2 separate regions of the Bicyclus anynana genome follow, and region 2 is linked to region 1. The links are chromatin contacts, called in public Hi-C maps. All regions are on one chromosome and are shown on one strand. The core of a region is the stretch at or near the end of the contact, and the rest is flanking DNA. Distances in the headings are between cores, read along the strand shown. Region 1 holds the start of LOC112052584 (probable 39S ribosomal protein L49, mitochondrial). Region 2 overlaps LOC112055891 (breast cancer metastasis-suppressor 1-like protein).

Region 1 (6,153 bases), core at 2,000-4,499:
AAAATGTTGAATAACCTAAAAATATTGCGTTTAAAATACTGAAAAGCGTTGATAAAGCGTCCTATTGCCACGTTAAGACATAGAAAAGTTGTTTTGGAACAAAGAACTCGGCTCGTATCGAAAATAATATCTTGGTGAGGCCCGAGAGAACTCCGGGCGGATGTTATATAGCTACGTAGATAAAACCTTCCGCCGCCGACAGCGCCGCGCGGTGGCAAAGCGAAACGCGCTTCATGCTGTGTACACCCAACCAAACAAGTTTGCGTTTATCACGTCGCGATATCTTTATATTTATGTTTTATTTAAGCTTTTTTTTTGAACACTGTCACCGAATGTAGTTATTTATTTAAGAAATTTTATGAATTTAATCTATTATGAAGTGTATTTTATGTCGTAAACAGATTGAGAAGATTAAAAAAAAAAGATAAAAATGGTTTGATTTTGTAAAACTAATTAAAAAATAAATGCACTACAAAGTGAAACTACCAACCCCTACTAACATCCCACCCCTGAATATCTATCCATCGATTGATTGGTTTAAAGCGGGTACCAGACTAAATAGCAATGTTACATTACCTTAAACTGTAGGCCTTCCGTTTCTTTAAGATTTTACTTCAGGACGTCCATGACTTCGTCATGTAAAATTGCGATTTTCACAAATTCTGCAGGACCGATACATTTTTCTGGTATAAATAGTAACCTGTGTTATTAAAATCTATCTCCATTTAAAATTTTAGTCAATTATTTCCATACAAAATTTTCGTTGGTAATTGTTTTTATTTCCCTTTTTAAAACTCAAAGACTATATTTGTTAATCAAAGGTACTTATTATCTGCCTCTATTCCACATTGTAGCCAAATATTTTAGTAATTCTGGTAGTTTTTGTGTGAAATAGTAACATAAAACGTAAGTTTTGTATGGAACAAAACTTTGCATTTGTAAAATTAAGTAGTGGAATTGTTTTTCAAACTAAAAATACTTGAGATTGCTAAGATAAGATATTAAATACTAATTAGATTCCTATTTTTTAGTAGTTATTAAATAGCAAAATTGAAAAAGGCGTTAGGATTGTATTTTGTGATTATTTAAATCAACAAAATCTAAGCAAAAACTAGCAGACGCCAGCAAGCCCTTCATTCGCGAGAAATTCTGTTTTTCACAAATGGAATGCAGGAATCATGGATTTTTTTGGATAGTAGCCTGTATATGTATAGCTCCAAGGTCCCGTTTATCAGTGTCCTAAAATTCATATAAGTCCATTCTCATTTACACTATTAATATGTATTGTTAAAACCATTAACCAATCTTAAAAGGGCAATGTTATCAACTTGATGTGTTTGCAAGATGTTTAATTACCGTCTAAAACAATGTAAGCACAATGACTAACGCTGTTTGAGATACAAATACAAATTTTTTTGAAATATTTTTGAAGTGATAACTTCTTATAGAAGTGCCCTTCTATAAGATGTTATCACTCTCGATCACATCGACAGAACCTCTTCGTAACGTAACGTGTTACGGCATTACTCTGTCTGGCTTCCATTTCTCTCACGCATACGGCAGCAGGTTTAAGTTATCACTTCTGTCGAGCAGCGACACACACACGTTTTTTGTTTTATATTTATACCATATACAATCACATAAATCATTAGGTTTATTGATAAAAACACGAGTAAAATAAAACTCAAGATTGGTTTCATATTTTATTACTAACTGTGGGATAACATTTTTAATTTAAAACCCTTGAGCATAAGCCCAATCACGTAGAGTGGTTACGAAATCGCCTTTAACTTCTATAAATCTTCCTAATTCATGCACCCTTGTTTCAACGTAACGTTTTTGAGTTTTTTGCAAGTGTTCTTTGATTAAGTCGTTTAGCAACCAAATATCACCTTCAATCCTTCTAATGAGCGATATTTTCCTCGTGCCTTTCATTGATAAATCTAAATATATTGGCATTTGATGGTTTCTAGTTCTTGCAATAAAATATGGTAAATTTTTTGCTTCCTCTTTTGGTGGTATCCATCCAGAAGGATATGTCTCTTTTGGTGTAACATTGGGAATACTTTCAAAAGGCATAAGTCTTTCCACATATGCCCATTCAGGAGGATTTTTTACAATATCAAATTCATATTGTTCTTTGATTCTTTTAACAAATGGAGATTTCGCGTAATTTGAATAGTTTTGAGTACTGGAAACCTGTAACAAAATAAAAAAAACCGTTTATAGTAGACTGTTATACAAGGAGCCAAAAAGATATATAAAGATAGAAGAAAAAGATATACGAGGTATTTTTAGGGCACGAGCCGTAAGGCGAGGTCCGCTAAATAGAAACCGAGTTTATAATGTGTTTAGCCCGGCGTGTTACACTATACTTTTCACTACGATTGCGAAAATAGAAAATTCAGTACAACAATATTCAATGTTAAATATTCTTTTTGCAGACACTGCTCCCAACTTTATAAAAATCAAATGAAAAAAAATCGCAATCCACGGACAAGAACGCACTTCACACAACAAACAATCAGGACCTTACAATATATACTCGTACCCACTATGATGATTCTATTAATGAATAAAACCTTCTTCGTTTCATAGAAGTCATTATTTTAGTATGAAACTGTTTACGAATTACAGTTTATCGTTTTAAAGTGGGCCAGTAACCGTAACAGATAAAAATTAAAAAAAAAAAACAAAATTATTTTAGCCCCTAGAGGCTAAAATGCTTGTTTAGCCCCGCTGCGGAGTGGTAATATGGCAGTGTATAGTAAATATTTTTTCACTGCTCTTGGTAAAAAAGCAAGAGTAGTGAAAAAATATTTATACCCAAAACCTAAATTACAAATTTTTCCTAAATTACGTTACGTTTGGTCTAAATGCGTAACTAAATTGAAATGAATTTTATTCAAAAAGTTTATTAAATCTGAACTCTGAAAATAAATAAATATTTTAATCTGCGCAAAACCTTTTTGCGAGGGTGTACACCCATAGTTCTGTCACATGTCGCATTCAAAGCAACATTACATCGCGGCGCGAGTAAAAATAATTGTATAATTACCGATATCGACGCTGGTGTTAATTTTGCACCCAAATCAGAAGCGTTGTTCAGGATCCGAACGGTTTTTCCAGCGAAAAAACGTGCAAATGCTCTCTGTGAACGCCACACGGTCGCCATTTTGAATAGCGAATAGAGTGATTGCTTGCTACAAGAGCAATAAGAACTATATTATTCGTTTCGAAGGAAACATTATGGCGGACGCCTGCAGACATTTGGGCTTTTCAAAAATCGTTTTCTAAGTTTAATCGCGAGTTTTTACTGAACTTTTTCGCATATTATGGTGCATTGAGTGTTGGATTAACTTTTTATTGTGGTTTTTGGCAGTTCCGTGGGATAATTTGTGAGTATTTTGTGAGTACATAGCGGAGGTGCGCCACGGGTAGGGAAATGATTTGGTGCTTTCTGTCTCTCGCTGTCGGCCGACGCATACGCAGCGCACAGCTGTAGGTGGCGTTGCATACGAGGCGAGATGTGTCCACACTCAAAACATGATATTTTCATGACTTTTCCGCCTGGCTTTTCTGTGCAACTGGCGACTTAAACGTAAATATTGTTTTATATTATGCAATTTTAGGCTTAATACTGTTAGATTATACGAATAATTAGTGACTTTTTGTGATAATAATGTGTGAATTAAGTCCGCGAACTTGGTGTATCTCGGGCATCGCTTTTGTTTACCACGACTTAAAGACTTGGTTTGCGATCGGAATATATGGAATTAAATGACAATTAAGTTTGAAACATTAGTATTAAGCTTTCTAAATATAAAAACAAATGAAAACTGTGGAATTAGAGTTAATAGTTATTCGAATTGTGGATTTGATTAAAATTATTACAATGTAACTAATTATTACAATATAATTAGTTATGATTAGCTTTTATCAGTAATTAATATAGTCTTTATTTCATTTCAGCTCCTGATAACATGTCATAGAGAAGAAACTAGCAAAGATCAAGCAGTGTAGACATTTGGGAACTATACATTCTTGAGGAAACTTTGAATTAGTTATACCTACTTACAAACAAGATATAAGACATTAATTAGCAAGGCTGTGAAGTCAGCCTCAGGACCAGAAATTCCTGTCTGGTCTGCTCTGATCACCTGACGAGATAACCGTTGACCTGATGTCCGGAACACAGTATAGACTCCCACCAAACATTCCATCATGAAAACCAAACAGGTTAAAGAGGAGTTGGATAAGAGTATAGATGAAGAAACTGTAGTAGAGCCCAAGACTAGAGCCCGGAAGAAGGCTTCAGACTTCAACGAGGAAGAAAAGAACAAGTCGGCCCAAGATGATCCCAAAACTTCCAAAGACACTAAGAAACCTGGACCCAAACCAAAAGCAGTGGTCAAGAAGAGACCTCTAGGAATCAGAAAGACGAAATCTTTAAGGGGCAAGAAAATTCCACCTGTAAAGAAAAATGTCATAAAGAAAACCATTACTAGGAGTAGAAAGGCTACGAAGGCTTTAAACTCACAAGATAAGGAAACCGTCCCTTTGATACCTGCGGCTGAAATAAAAAAGGAGCCACTGGACGAGCCCGCTCCTAGTTCCAGGTCTTCCAGTCCCCGAACAGCTGGCCGAAGAGTGAGGCTAAGTTCTGATATGGTCATGATGAAATCGGTCCTGGGAGATTCACCTACACCTTTAGTCCTTGGGCCTCGGACCAGTCCGTACTCTATGCGCTCAGAACGAAGTAATAGTCCCTCCCTTTTTGAAGGAAAGAACTTGAGGAGTGGGAAGCCTAGAAAAGTCAAAAGTAATCTCTTAAATGAGGTTGTTTTGAAAGAACAGAAGAAGAAACGTTTACTTTCAGACTCCAAAACTGCAGACACTCCTGAAACTTCAGAGGTTTCGAAAAAATTAAAAAGGGGGCGCTCCTGCTCCAGGGATGGCAGTGAAATCTCTAAATGCTCAGATATAACAGAATCGGACGTCAGCCTCAGTGAACCACTCATTGATGGTGAAAGCAAGGAGCTCAGCAAAAACTTAGATAAAACTAAGACTGACCTAGATATAGATATTGAAAATAGTGTACAGATCTCTCCTATTGGAAAAGTGCCTTCTCTTAGTGTTGACTCGAAATTAACTGAAACCAAACCTTATACAGAGCCTAGTTCTATGTTAAAAGAGAAAAACAAAAAGAAATTGAGCTTAAAACGAAGTACTTCATTAGATTCAGACAACAATAACAGTAATAGGATTAAGTTAGAAAATATAAATGTATCAGACCTAGAAGACAAATATTTGCTGAAGACTGAAAATGATGCGCTTATAGAAGAACGTAGTAGTATATTGACTAGTATGTCCAAGACATTTAACTCGAAGGAAGTAACTAAAAATATTAGAAAGGCAAGGAGGGAGGGAGGAAGGGGAAAGAAGGCTGCAACTACATCCAAGCCCATCAATCAAGCAACCAAAAATGGTATCACCAGCACTATAACCAATGACTTAGTAGAGGACAAACAAGAAACAGTTGACTCTTTATCAAAAGAAATTAGTGATCTCATAAATGATTTAGACCAGAATATAGATCGCGATCAAGAAATGGCTAATGATGCAAATATTGATCAATTGCAAACAAAGTCAGCAAAGCAGTTTTATGGAATTTCCAAGCCCCTAGGTGACAATAATAGCATTATTGCGCCTGAAACACCAATAAAAGACACAATTTCAGCTCTAACCAATGAATGTACTCCTTCAAAAATTGACGATAGTGAGAATATCAGACTTCATTATGAAGATGATTCTGCTGAAAAATGCCCTGAAAACAGACCAGAGTTATATAAATGCAATCCTACTGTAGCAAGCATAGACAAACTTATGGATAGACTGAAAGTGTTTGAAGAATTTGATAAGAGAAGACAGAGACAAGAGTCAGAATGTAAAACAAATGAGAGTAAATCTGTCATGGTGACTGATGATGTTGTTTTAATACAAAAATCGGGAGCCGAATTCAAACCTTTAAAAGACTTACAACCGGTAAGATCTCCAGAGAGAGTTATTGAAAAAGAAAATGTCTTGAGTTGCTTTGAAAATAACTCTGCAATATCAATAGTCAAGAGGGATCAAGTAAGAAGATCAATAGAC
Region 2 (6,248 bases), core at 3,195-5,694, 110 kb before region 1:
CTAAACACAAGATACATTTACCTCCTCCTTAAGTGTTGTAGTGTATACGTCACTCAGACGTGGGTTTTTTAACCCACGATCTCAGGGGCGCCCGGACTGATACACTCAGACTAAAACACCCTTAACGAACGGCCCTCTAAGCCGAGGTCCGAGTCTCAGAGATACCCTTAGAGAGTCGTTTCGCCCATCCACTCTGCTTCTGCCTTCGGGCCCCATCAGGCGATGCTTCTGCGCTCGCCCAAACCCCGTGGGAACCCACTGGTGACGTGGCAGAGGTCCCTCACATTATAAAAAAAAGTAGTTCTTCACATGAGAGTCGTGATTCGTGACCTTCATCCCTGATTTTGAGCTTTACTGTATCATGTCATCTTGTTCTGTGTACAGACGTTGGCTAGTTGTTTATAAACTGCCCCATTAGTCCACTGTTTAGCTAAGTGGTCTTAGATCACGAGGTCGTTGGTTCGAGTCTAGGCTGGACACTGAAATAATGAGCGTTTCGTGCTCCCGAAAAAAATTCAGGCCGGAGTTGCGCTGTTGTTGAAGATGTTCCATTCCGTCTCATCATTAGCATTTGATTGTGATCGTAAAATTATAATAGTAAAAACATGATTACCTCAGACCAATTACCTTGTGACCTGCCTCGCTAGACGTTACCCCTCTGTCAAAAGTATATGATCACGATTTACATTGTTTATAAAAACAGTTTATATAGAATAGATGTTTCATTGTTGTAATCTTGTAAGTGTAAAGAGTTTCCTAAAAATGTCGGTTTGCGTAGTTGCATGGCATATAAATTAGCAACAACTTCTAGTTTACTAAAAGATGAAGTTACAATTTTTCACAAATCTCGTGGGAACAGTTGATTTTTCCGGGATGATAATAGCCTATGTGTTAATCCAGTATTATCTATTTTTGTTTAAAATTTCAGACAAAGCGGTTCAGTGGTTGCGGCGTATAAGAGTAACAAACATCCATTACAAACTCTCGCTTTTATAATATTAGTAATTATCTAAAAGGAATCGATTATTTTGACGGAACAGCAAAACATCGATTAAGTAATCGAATATCTTCGATGTGTTTGTTTACCTCGTTCCCCTCAAAAAATGACATACACTTTGCAAATTTTGACAAACCTGGTGAATTTGGGTGCGATACATCTCTATATCTAATACTTCTATGTTACCTACTCTTATCCCGCCAACCCACGTTGGTAAAGACATAGCAACGGTCTTAAAAAGTTGTCGAGTGGAGATATCAACCAGAACTTTATTTGCCTAGCGGACACCCGCGACTTCGCGTGGAATTCAGTTCTTTACAAATTCCGCGGGAAGCATGGATTTTCCGGGATGATAAGCCCATGTGTATGTAAGTATGTATGTGCCCAGCTCAATGGAAGAACAAACACACACAAACTTACGCCTTTATAATATTAGTGTGATAATATGGCAAATAAAGTTAACCCTGCGATATCATCTTAGACTAAAGTGTTTTTCAGATAAAAACTCTATTCATTGTCATAACACCACGTGAGATCCATTAATGTTTGTTAATGAACAAAGAAACAAAAAAATGTAAAGAAACTTGTTAATTACTATTTTTTTGAACAAACTTAGCTAGCTTAGGATAACTTACACTTAACTTGGTACTTTTCTCTAATTTGCGAGTCGACAATAGACAAATTATAGCAAAAGTAAACAAATACCTTAAAAGTTAATACCTTAGTCTGGTTTTGTGGTACGCTGTGAAACGGACAAAGACGCAGGCACTACCTAGCGATAACGATAAATAAAAATAACGATAATGTAAAATATTTATAATATTTTATATATATTTTTTATCGTTATTGATCTTGGACTGTTCCTGTGCATCGCCAAGTAGCTGAGTATCTACGGTTCTCATTTTTGAATGAAGAAAAATATTTTAATCAAAGTTCATTCTCATTTAGTTATTTGATGTGTAAGTAAATAGCTTACTTCTCTCTAGTTTGTGAAGCAACAATAGAAAATTTAATTGAAGATTTGTTACATAACATGTTGTTTTCTGTAAAAGTGATACCTATAACCAAAGATTTTATATATCGTTCCCTATAAGAGCATTTGATTAATATGTTATAAATATATCCTTAGTAAATAAATGGCATTAATGAGTGTAACCGAGATCGAGCTAGCTATTGCACTGCCATACTCTTTTGAAGCCTCAGCAAGCCAAATAAACCATTATATAGTCTAGAACGTGATACATGGCATTACGGACCCAAAATTATTACAATATCTCTAATAGTCAGTAATAAATATTCAATTCAAACGGCCTAAAATCAGTAATCATTTATAATTATTAACAAGTCCATTGATCAACGCGAAGAAAGAATACCAACGTAATCGTCTTTAGTTTATTGTATCAACGTAACATGGACACAAATTACATTAGGAGCGCTTAAAAATAACCACCGAGATGTTCGGTCTATAACCTTGTCGCGACGTTGTCCAACTTACCCGCTAGATGGCGTTGCCAGTCGCGAAACTAAGGGCGCGTCGAAAAATCTTTTCAGTTCTACGTCTATAAATACGTACATGCAAATGATTTACTGTCTTGACGTATTAACATCGAACTACGTGTGATTGGTGTGTATATAAGTAAAATAATAGGTGCCTTATCTTATCAGCTTCGTAGTCTAATCTAATGCGAAATGTATGTGGACTGTGCAGGTTATGTAACCCCGATCTTCTGCGTATCAATTCACGCTGTTTATTATCGAATTGAATAACTAAATTATGGAAATTTATATGTATACAGTTTTGAATCCATAAGGCAATTTAGTGTAGTTATGGGTTAATTGACTAATTAATTACGTAATTAACAAACTACCTGATACTTAGTTGGTCAATAACTAGTGTGGTGATTATAATAAGGATTTTATGTATTTCGTAACGAAGATAGCGAATGTTTTTTTTTTATTTTCTAAAGGCAAGTTAGCTTTAGAATGCGACTCTTATTACATGTTATACAGTGGCTTGCACACAATTTATGACCCTGTGCCAATGATGTTAAATACTGTTAGATGTGTTATTAGGTAATGAAAAATCAGGCGCTCAAAAGAGGAAATTTCCACATCTCAATGTTAGTTGTAGTCAACAACGAACTATTTAAACAAATAATACCTCTACAATGTCGAGGTGTATGTTCAGGAAGTGTAAAAACGTTGTCTTTAATTCCATTACACTTTTAGGAGTATATACTCATAATAGTATAATGGAATTAAAGACAAAATTGTGCATGTGTGCGCCACTTCAATTCGGGTCACTTTTTGCGGTGATTTTTTAGGGACGTAACCGATCTATAGTATAAAATTATCATTGCCGTGGGCAGTGTAGTAAGAGATTATTCAAAATGGAAAATTCCTTCTCCAAAATGGGTTAGGAGTCCTAAGGGTATGTAGGCATTTTTGCATCTATCGAGTGCACGCCACTCATGTGAAAATGTCGATGCATTCTAAAATGATAAATGGCGTACTATCAAGGAAAGGATATAGTTTATTCTTTATTTCCCTAACTGGTTTTACGCGACATCGTACGTACTACTTTAGTCGATTTAGAAAAAATATAAATTTCATAGTTGGTAGGTAGAAGTAGCATTGTTAAAGATCAAATAATTAATATTGACGTAATATTATTGTTTCTACTTTTCTTGGAAGGAAAGTACGTACCTAATCTATATACCTACCATATAATTAATAATCCTTTTGGTGAAAATACCTATATTGACCTTCAAAAAATCCAACTTCGTCAATTTTATTTATTATTATGATTGGCCTTGAAATCTAAAATAAACTGCCTATGTACAAAAGTAGGTAAAAACTACCTTACTGTGTTATCAAAGAATCACTCGTAACAACTTTGTATTTTGTATTGTTCCAGTAAAAGACCATTTGGATGTATGTACCTACCTACCTAGTTTTTCTCTGATATCCATTCCATTAACGAAAACACTCTGCTAAAGTATTAAAACAGGATGAATGCGTTTTCCATTAACGCTTTGCAAAAGAAAACAATACGATTCCACTGTTGATAGTTGGCTTGTATGGAATAACAAAGTTACGATCGATGTTTATACATAATTCGTTCACAAGGGTTTTGAGTATGTAATCATAAATCAAACTGTGAATAATCCATCAATCGGAAAGTATGTCGATGACGTAACCTTTATTACTAACCTATTGCCTATGTAGAAATAACGTTTCAAAACAAATATTAGTGTAATAAAAGCTGTATGCGTAAAACCTTTGCCTGTTATAAAAAAAAAAATTGAAGAGGCTCCTAAAATAATCTATCAACAAAAGGAACAACAAGATGGCGGCTGCGAGCGAGGCGCGTAGCGTTTCTGAAAGCGTCCGTCTACGGGTCGTGCGTCTCTGTCGCACGTAGCGGCTACGCGCGGGTGGGAGAGGGACGGGCGTAGTACCCCGTGGGGCCTCGTGCCAAGGTGACGTACCCCGCTCGCACACATCGACGGTTGTGCGCTGGCGCAACGAGTTTGTCCCAATTTGCGATTTGCGTTTTTTTTTCGTACGCTTTCCGCGATTTTGATTGCTGCGTCATTGCATCACGTAGCGTAATTAATTATAGTGTTGACAACAATTAAATATACTTTATCTGTAGGTAAACAACCAGTGACCATTCAACCAACTTATGATTGACACAACAACAATTTACATATTCCAAACCCACATGAATTCAAAGCATATTTAAATTTTAGATAAGTTGGTAGGTACCTACATTCAATAAGTCTGACGCCTTTTACTCGTATGGCGTGAACGTACCAGATTTTTATTTTGTACTAACTGACGCCGCGCGGTTTCGCCCGCGTGGATCCCGTTCCCGTAGGAATACGGGGCTATATAGCCTTCTTCAATAAATGGGCTATTTAACACTGAAAGAATTTTTCAAATCGGACCAGTAGTTCCTGAAATTAACGCTCAAACAAAAAAACTCTTCAGCTTTTACTAACGGTAAATAAGTAGGTACCGACTTAATATATCTGGGTAGGTATAATATGCTATCAAAGTCACGAAACCGGGTTCTTGGAAATCTTACCCATTTAGTATCAAAGATGGGTTTGAATGCAAAGGTCCTTGCATAACATAGATATATGTGTATTTTTTGTAAATTTTTACTGTCTGAGGCCATTCCTGGGGCCAAAATAAGAATTATTAATACTAATAAAAATAAGAAGCAATATCGCCCACTCAAACTTCCTCCTCTTGAATCTTATTGGGAGTAACTACTACCAGGGTCATCTCCTAAGTCAGAAAGTTTCGTGTTCTTAATTTCTCCTACTCTATTATTATTACCGACAAAGACGTACCGCCAAGCGATTTAGCGTTCCGGTACGATGTCGTGTAGAAACCGAAAAGGTGTGTGGATTTTCATCCTCCTCCTAACAAGTTAGCCCGCTTCCATCTTAGACTGCAACATCACTTAACATCAGGTGAGATTGCAGTCAAGGGCTAACTTGTAGAGAATAATTTTCTTTGTCTCTTTGACGGACCATTTTGCACTTCAGAATCTGACTCGGGACACTCAGGATCCAGTATCGATTTTTTTAAACCCCTAATTGAGGAATGATCGGCGTAGTACAAGGCGTCTGGAATTTCATCCATAAAAGTTTCATAAACGAGTAGTTCGTTTATTTCCATTACGATGCTACAGATTTTTGGAAATCTTCGGCACGTTTTTTGGTTTATAAGATTTTATTATTGGTTTATGTTAAAAAGTTATGGATCTAAAATTGTAGAGGATTCAATTTCGTACAAAAATCTAATATATTAAATTCTCATGTCGCGGCGTTTGTTACCGAAATCCTCGAAAACGGCTCGACCGGTTTTGATGAAATTTAGTGTGCATATCAAGTAGGCTTAAGAAACGGTCTACATCTAATTTTCATAGCCTGAGGGATAAAGGCGGTCTACTTCAGTTTTTTATATCTCTAAAAATAATTTCTAAGGCAAAACAATGCTTGCCGGGTCAGCTAGTAGTTTCGTTATTGTTTTGTGAGTTGCAAATTTTGGTCACTAGTGCAAAAAACGATTTCCACCCCCTTTTTCAACAAGCCGGCTGATAATTTATTATCGAATTCTCATAACTTAAAAACAAATCCTATTTGCGCCTTCTTAGAACTTTCAAAGTATAAAGTGTACACAATATGTTGTAAATCACTTTATATTCATCAATATAAAGTGATTTACAACATAT

Evidence for each region. A called contact is a pair of places that touch in the nucleus more often than the background predicts.
Region 2: a Hi-C map of whole body shows a contact between it and region 1, with 3 times the contacts expected there. The contact joins the enhancer-like site here to the promoter of LOC112052584 in region 1.

Annotation. Positions count from the first base shown.
Region 1 is chr16:14,507,640-14,513,792 of ilBicAnyn1.1, reverse strand. LOC112052584 (probable 39S ribosomal protein L49, mitochondrial) reads right to left here and starts at 3,249. Exons shown (of 2, transcript XM_024091721.2): 1 at 3,059-3,249; 2 at 1,691-2,199. The coding sequence starts at 3,175. The coding sequence ends at 1,735. LOC112052576 reads left to right here and starts at 3,781. Exons shown (of 10, transcript XM_052886340.1): 1 at 3,781-3,804; 2 at 4,204-6,153. The coding sequence starts at 3,781.
Region 2 is chr16:14,617,482-14,623,729 of ilBicAnyn1.1, reverse strand. The region is part of intron 3 of LOC112055891 (breast cancer metastasis-suppressor 1-like protein); the gene reads left to right. Among protein-coding and RNA genes, the nearest start is that of LOC112055891, 23 kb to the left of the region's middle. Within about 2 kb of position 4,444, at least 8 of the 8 cell types and tissues checked have open chromatin away from gene starts, as enhancers often do.